Regions from separate parts of the Zea mays genome. Here region 2 is linked to region 1. The links are chromatin contacts, called in public Hi-C maps. All regions are on one chromosome and are shown on one strand. The core of a region is the stretch at or near the end of the contact, and the rest is flanking DNA. Distances in the headings are between cores, read along the strand shown. Region 1 holds the start of LOC100283930. Region 2 holds the start of LOC103649981 (geranylgeranyl diphosphate reductase, chloroplastic-like).

Region 1 (3,674 bases), core at 310-2,809:
CAGAAGGACGAACCTTGAAGGTACAGAAGCATCCTACATTTATTTGATGAGAACACCCAAGATGAGAACACCGAGGGTGGGCAGACCACAAGCTTCTTGCCAGAGTGGGTGGGCAGACCAGAAGCTTGCCCCCTCTAGCCTTCTTTGCACCCACATTGCGAGCTTTAGTCCTTCCAATCAATGACAGAAGTGTAAGCGTCTTCCCTAGCCCCATATCATCAGCAAAGATCCCGCCCTTTTAACGGCGGTGGTCGTTTCTCCGTCTTTTGATTGGTAAGCACGTTCTCGAATCCCCCATCTTCACCTTCTTGCCAGAAGGGCGGCAGGTCGGCAGACTCCTCCCGGTGCACCATCCACCCTAGCGCCTCCTTCTGGTGTCCGAAGAGCTCGGATAGCACGACATCCCCGGGCGGGTCCATGCGCTGAGTCTGATTCTTCCCTTCTTTCCCCACAAGCGAGAAGAGCTTATCGACATCGTGGTCGCGGTCCGGTTTCTTGAACTGCTCCATGACCACGCCCGCTTGGGAGAGGGTGAACTCGGGGTGGTCGACGTGGATGAGGTCGATGCCAGCCTCGTGGAGCGCGGCCTCGACGACGGAGGCGGCGGCGGGGCGCGCGAATAGGTGGACCTGGCAGGGGAGGCTGTAAGCGTTGGGGTTGATCTTCGAGCCCGACCGGGGCATGATGCCCTGCGCCACGACGAGGAGGTGGGAGTCGAGGAGTGGGGCGAGCACTGCCGCGAGGACGCCTGGGAGGTGGCCAACCTGGTCGTTGCGGGCGTTAAAGACGACGATGGCGTTGTTGTCGTACTGGTTGAGCGGCTCGCGGCCGGCGACCTTGCCGCGGTAGTAGAGCATACCAACGATCTTGGAGATGATGAAGCCCAGGAGGTAGGGCTCGTCGTCGTCATCAGCGGAGGCAGCGGCGCCGCCGCGGGAGGAGGAGGCCGCCATGGCCCGGTGACAGTGGGGGACGCAGGGGAGGAGGAGTGGAGGGTTTGGGATTGCGGGGTTGCACGGGGCATGCGCGCAGGGAGGCGGGCACGGTTGCGACGGCGGATTGCTCGGGACGTGCGCGCGGGGTATGCGGCTGCCGTTGCTGATGATGGATTGCCGTGCGCAGAGAGGAGGCGAGGGCAGTCTACACGAAAGCCTTAATAGTTAGTAGAGAATAGCTCTATCTTTAGATGTTTTAAACCGTTTAAAAAGATGTTTGATTGTGTTTTAACTTTTCCCAGACAAAAAGATAGAGTCGAGCCGAACGGACTCATAGACTAATAGTCCTATTAGTAAACTAAACTCCAAGTTAGATATCTCTTGTTATTTTAAATCTTATTTACCCCATTTATATCCATTTAATATAATTAAGTTATATTTGCTCTCAAATATTATACAGTATTTCGGAATGAAGCCGGATTGCTTTGGACAAAAATTCCCGATGCAGAGACCAGAGACCGGACGGGAGAAAAAGTTCGCCTGCGTGTCCACGACACACGCCCGCTCCAGAACGGTATCACATGCGGGTTTGATTATGCGTTAAGCACGACTATAATCCCTACCGAGCTATCCTATCCCTATCCCCTCTTTTGCTTTCCTTCCCCCGCCTGCTCAATTCTTCTCGTGCTGTCACCCCTTTCTTCAATCGCCTCCCGATTCCCGCGGGGCTCGCAGATCCCGGAAGGACACCCCGCCGCCCCCGATGAGCCGCCACCGGGTCGAGACCTGCGACTCGTGGCGGCCCCCGCGGAAGAACCACGCCGGTGCGCCGCCGCTCCTCCGCGCGGGGCCTCGGCTCCTCGCCTTCGCCTCGCTCTCCGTCCGCGACGGCGGGGACTCCGCCGCGGCCGTCGCCAAGGCGGTTGAGGAGGCGGTTGTCGTACGATCCGATGAGGTGAAGGAGGCGGTGGCCGGGGAGGAGAGGAAGAAGACGAAGTCGACGGAGCGCAGGCTGCCCCCCGCGGCGCAGCTGGTGAGCCATCCGCTCGCGCTGCTGGCGCTAGTACCCAACAGCGCCGCGATCTTTGCCGCGGGGGCCGCCGCGGGCACTGTAGCCAAGACCGTCACCGCGCCCCTCGACCGCGTCAAGATCCTCATGCAGGCACGCCACCCACCGTGCGGATCTAATTCGGTCTTCATACTATTGCTTTGCGGCTGACGCGATTTAGTTTTGTTCTTTTTTCATCTATCTAGACGCATAGCGTGCGGGTGGCGGGAGAGAGTGCCAAGAAGGGTGTTGGATTTCTCGAGGTAACCAATATGAGGCGCTTTTCTTTGCTGGATTTAGTTTCACCCTGATGCTGTGCATTCAGACATTACCTTCTGAACTTACATTTTCTGTGGAAATTTCTCATCTCCTGCGCTACGTTCTTTGTGGAAAATTCACATCGGTGGAATATTCTGAAGTACACCAGAGAAATATTCTGAAATACACCAGAGTTTATAGAGTGAATTCCTTTATAGAACTTATCTTAAGACTTTAACAGGATACGAGGTTCCCGATAACTTTCTTGCATCAATGCTAGGGATACGATTTATACTGGTCAATTGACAAATGACTGCATTAGGAAAAGAAATCCTATGCTTAATATAATATCAGCACAGATAAGAAAGCTTAATATACAAATCACTAATGAATTAATGGGCGTGTTGCATATGTCCTTGGATGGGGTCTCTTTTCCGAGTCTATGTCATGTTGCTTTCTGACATGCCTATTGAAAATAGGGATCCACAAATATGCTCAGGTAGTTATTGTGCAATTATAACATGGGTACTAACCATCCGACTGAACCAGTAATCCTAATCGTTTAGATGGGCTTGAATTGTGAATTATAATGCTTTCTTTAAAAAAAACATATGATAGGCGCTATCTGGAGTTAAATGGTTACGACTTTAGATAATATATTGTAATATAATGTATCTGCAATTATGCAGGCTATGGCAGACATTGGAAAGAAGGATGGGCTTAAGGGTTACTGGAAAGGAAACCTTCCACAGGTGCTTGATGTTCCCTATCATCCATGGTTTATCTTGCTGTGCTGTGCTGATTCCTATCCATCTCCCATTAACTTGTCCAGGTCATTCGCATAATTCCTTACAGTGCAGTGCAACTCTTCTCGTATGAAGTTTACAAGGTCATAGTTACTCACGGTTACACTTAGTCATCAATTTATTTTTACATTCTTTGTGATAGTGAGTTCTTCATTTCTCTCTCTCATAAGTCAGTAAGTCACAATGTTACTGCTTTTTAATTCAGAAAATTTTCCGGAGAAAGGATGGAGAGCTTTCTGTATTTGGGAGACTTGCCGCTGGTGCTTGCGCGGGCATGACATCTACACTTGTAATTTATTTTATCTGCTTACTAGCAAATGTCCCTGTATTTATGTTTTTGTTAGATATGGAATTTGAATATAGCTGGTTTCTTCTTTGGTCTATTTTTTCATGATACATAATTTTTTTCGAAATCCACAGAACACCATTTTTAGCACATTCAGAACTTTCTACTTGTACTTGCTTATAGGTAACTTACCCACTGGATGTTCTCCGGCTCAGGCTAGCAGTTCAATCTGGACACAGCACTTTATCTCAGGTAACCAGTCTTGTAAGTGCAAATTTCTGTACTTTTTTTTTCTGGAAACTGGCGTAGCCTGATGACTTTGTAGGTTGCTCTTAACATGC
Region 2 (3,753 bases), core at 151-2,650, 260 kb after region 1:
GCAGGCGCTCCACCTCCCTGCCGATGACGCCGCAGCGCACCATGCTGGCCACCGTCCGCCACAGCAGCCGGAGGTCGCCCCACGGCTCGCCAGGCACCATCCGCTTGTACAGGTAGCTTTCGAACGTCCGCCGCTGCACGTAGTCGTCGGAGCACATCTCCACCAGCGCCTCGCGGCCGGCATTCCCGCCGTAGAACACGCGCTGCAGCAGGTCCAGGAACCGGAACATGAGCAGGAACTCGTCGTCCCAACGCCGCAGGTAGCCGCGCCTCAGCCCGGCCTCCGTCACGGAGCCCGTGCGCGCCCACTCCTCCGCCATGGCCTGCCCGCACAGCCGCCCCGACTTTGCCGCGAAGTAGATGCCCTCGCCGGAGCACCGCGTGACGTACCCCGCCGCGTCGCCGACTAGGGCCACGCGCCCCACGACGCGGCGCGGGCGCGGGTGCTCTGGGATCGGGTGGGCCTCCACCTTGACTACGCGGCCGCCGGCGATCTTGGGGCCCGCGCGCGCCCGGATGCCGGACTGGAGGCGCTTGATCTCCGGCTTGGCGGCGACGGTGCCGGTCCCGACGGCCACGTGGTCGCACTTGGGGAACACCCAGCCGTAGAAGTCCGGGGACACGTCCCCGCCCACGTACATCTCGGCGAGGTCGTCGTAGTACGCCATGCCGGCGTCGGGGAGGCGGATGCGCTCCTGGAACGCGATGGCCGTCGTGTAGTCCCCGGCCCCGACCTCGCGCGCCACGCGGCTGTTGGCGCCGTCCGCGCCGACGATGGCGTCCACCTCCAGCACGCTCCGTCCCGCTCCCACGCCCTCCGGGGAGGACGAGATGTAGTGGACGAGGTAGGGGTCGGCGGGCCCCGCGGGGAGCGAGAGCGAGGTGACGAGGCCCGGGACGAGCTCGGCCCCGGCCTCGACGGCGCGGCGGCGGAGGAAGGAGTCGAGCACCTCGCGGCGGAGCATGGGGATGTGCGCCCCGGGGGGCAGCGCGCGGGAGAAGTCGGCTGCGAGGTTGGAGGGGGAGAGCACGCGCATCCGGGTGACGCGGCGGTCAACGAGGTCCCGCGGGATGGCGAACTCGTCCAGCATACAGAGTGGGATGGCACCGCCGCAGGGCTTGGCGCCCGCGGGGCTGCGCTCGAGGAGGAACGTCCGGGCCCCCGCCGAGGCCAGCGCCTCGGCAGCCGACGCGCCCGCGGGGCCACCCCCCACTACGGCGACGCGCAGCGTGCGCGCTGACGACGATGAGGAGGTGGTGGTGGCTGAGCAGGAGATGATGATGCGCGCTGGCGAATAGCAGGCGGCGGCGGCCATGGTTGTCGCTGTGGTTTGGGCGACTCCGGGAGATTCACTATGGGCTGGACGCTGGAGATTTCCTTCTTGGAGTCTAGCTGCAGGCGCGGTGTGGTGGCTCTGCAGTGGCAGTGTGACAGTTGGAATATGGGTAACAATATGATCTAAATTTTACAATAAAATTTAAGGATCTAATTAAAATCAAGTCTTATTTTTATTTATTTTTTAACTACAATTTATTTAAGGCACTATCATTTTATTAAGAAACATTTGGATCTTAATTCATTACCACCTCTACGTCCTCTACTTGGAACTCGGAAACGGGGGACGAGCCGTCCAGGTACGATTTCGAAGTGTCACTTGTTTACCGTTGGATCTAAAATGGACACATCAAGTGCTTTCAAACATACAGATTTAAAAAAAACCCGGGTTTTTGAAATGCACTGTCTGCAAACACTTGTAAGCGTGTTCAGAAGAGGGCAAAGCACAAGGTATTTTCAGAAACAAGCAGAAAATCAAACAGAAAAGCTTCATGTAAGAACTCAATGTCAACTGGAGAGTCTGCATACATCAGCTGCATTTCTCTTGCCACAAGTTAGGGCACTTCAACGGACAACAATACACGAATTTAGATTCTTCCTCTGCGAGGTGTTTTCAGGAGCACAGGTCATGGGATTGCTAGGCACAGTCCACATTGTTTTCAATATCAAACAGACTGTCCCATATGACAATTGCAGGACAGGTAATCACAATGGCTAATGAAACGTCCAGCTGCCAGACTCAAATGAAGCGTAGCTTCTTCCTTGCCACCTCTGTATCTGTAGTAGCAACAGCATAATTTTGTAAACATAACGGAAACAATGGCTGTCTCGTGGCGTCTCAACTTAACTGGACGGCACATAATGTACCTCAAATCCTCATGATGCTTGTGGGTCGGTTCCTGAGTTGTCGTCCATGGGCATTCCCCTGTTAACAAGTATTCTATCACGATTCATATGTATAGATGGAAAGGTCGGCCTGATCTGGTTAAAACATTTTCTGGGTAAACCCGCCCCAACCCGTAGGCCGTAGCTATTCTCCTCCGGTTTGGTACCCACAGATACGACAACAGCCAAGGTGGTGGCAGTGAGCGCCATGCAGGTGTCGTACAACAGATCGTAGGCCACACGGAAGAGGACATATCCGCCTCCGTGGAAGTAGATGATCAGCGGCAGCCAGTCATGGACGCCGGACCCGGACGGCACGAAGAGGCAGCACAGATGAGATGGGAAGGCAGGATTGTCAAGGTAGCGGCTGCAGTTTCTTTACTCAATTGGCAGGACCGGTATCAGCAACTTCAATAAGATAGGAAGGTGCACCGACAGCAGGAAGAAGATGAACCCACGGGTTAAGTGGTTTGGACACGATGCAAACCAGCATGTACATTGCCTCTATGTGCGGTTTGCTATGGTCTTCCTGGGTTGGGCTGGGTTGTAACCAGACTATGAACAGGCCTAGGGAGAGGGAGGGGGGAAGAAGAGAGTACACGTACAGTTCTTTTGCTTCAAGTTTAAGCTGATCAATATGATTCTGCAGGTCAACACAAGCAGCCTGAATAGCTATATTTTTTTGACACAGCTCCTGCCATTCCATTTTCAGGGCATGCAGCTGTCCTCCAGTATTTTGCTGATTAAAAAACAAATTATGAGCTGACAATGAAATATTATCATGACTCAAACTTCCAAATAAAGAGATCAATGCTTATAACCTGGTGGAACTTCCTCTCGCGATTGACATTTTCTATCCTTTCATTGTATTCTACAGCCATCTTTTGCATCCTGCATATAAGATGGCAGATCATGTCTCAAATCCATATAAGTGTGACACTGATTGGTAATATTTTAAACCTATAAAACATGTAGAGTGCTTCAGTGGACATCTAAGCTCGCACTATCACTGACATATCACACATAAGATCAACAAAATATGATTTAGATACATCATTTTTTGTCGCTTCCCAATAACTGATAGTGCAATCCGTAAACCAAACTAAGGGCACATTTAGTGCGGTTCCTCCGCAGGCACTCTGTTGCCGGAGCGGGAGCCCCGGAAACCAGCTTCGCATCCATACATGTAAAACAGCCCCAGTTCCTCTTCCACAGGTGCAGAAGCGTTTCTCCTCTCCTGGCTGTTTGGTGCAACTCCGGCTCCAGCCTCCGACGCCGAAGCTGCCAATGGAGCCATAGCCAGCATGGCACCAAACAGGCCGTGTTCTAAATGGAAGGCAAGAAAGAAGAGACACGACATTGTCAAGGACCACATAGACATTAACTTACCTAGACAGAACTGATTCCATTTGTCTGTTCTGGAGCTTCCAAACATCTACGCCATATTTCAGCATAAGCTCGAGATTCTCTATCCTGCAATACTAGCACTGTTTCAAAACATATTTTCAAAATAAGGCACCAATAAATTTCTAT

Evidence for each region. A called contact is a pair of places that touch in the nucleus more often than the background predicts.
Region 2: a contact with region 1 is called in a Hi-C map of ear, with 2.1 times the contacts expected there. The contact joins the promoter of LOC103649981 here to the promoter of LOC100283930 in region 1. A contact is called at or near these places in 3 of 25 Hi-C or Micro-C datasets (ear, leaf and tassel).

What each region holds. Positions count from the first base shown.
Region 1 is chr3:39,847,451-39,851,124 of Zm-B73-REFERENCE-NAM-5.0, forward strand. It overlaps LOC100283930, which reads left to right and starts at 1,560. Exons shown (of 10, transcript NM_001156828.2): 1 at 1,560-2,097; 2 at 2,190-2,246; 3 at 2,931-2,993; 4 at 3,074-3,130; 5 at 3,253-3,336; 6 at 3,517-3,585; 7 at 3,659-3,674. The coding sequence starts at 1,699.
Region 2 is chr3:40,103,336-40,107,088 of Zm-B73-REFERENCE-NAM-5.0, forward strand. It overlaps LOC103649981 (geranylgeranyl diphosphate reductase, chloroplastic-like), which reads right to left and starts at 1,401. Exons shown (of 1, transcript NM_001323411.1): 1 at 1-1,401. The coding sequence starts at 1,315. It overlaps LOC100284614 (BCAS2 protein), which reads right to left. Exons shown (of 7, transcript NM_001317967.1): 3 at 3,610-3,693; 4 at 3,042-3,111; 5 at 2,826-2,959; 6 at 2,203-2,260; 7 at 1,794-2,112. The coding sequence ends at 2,212.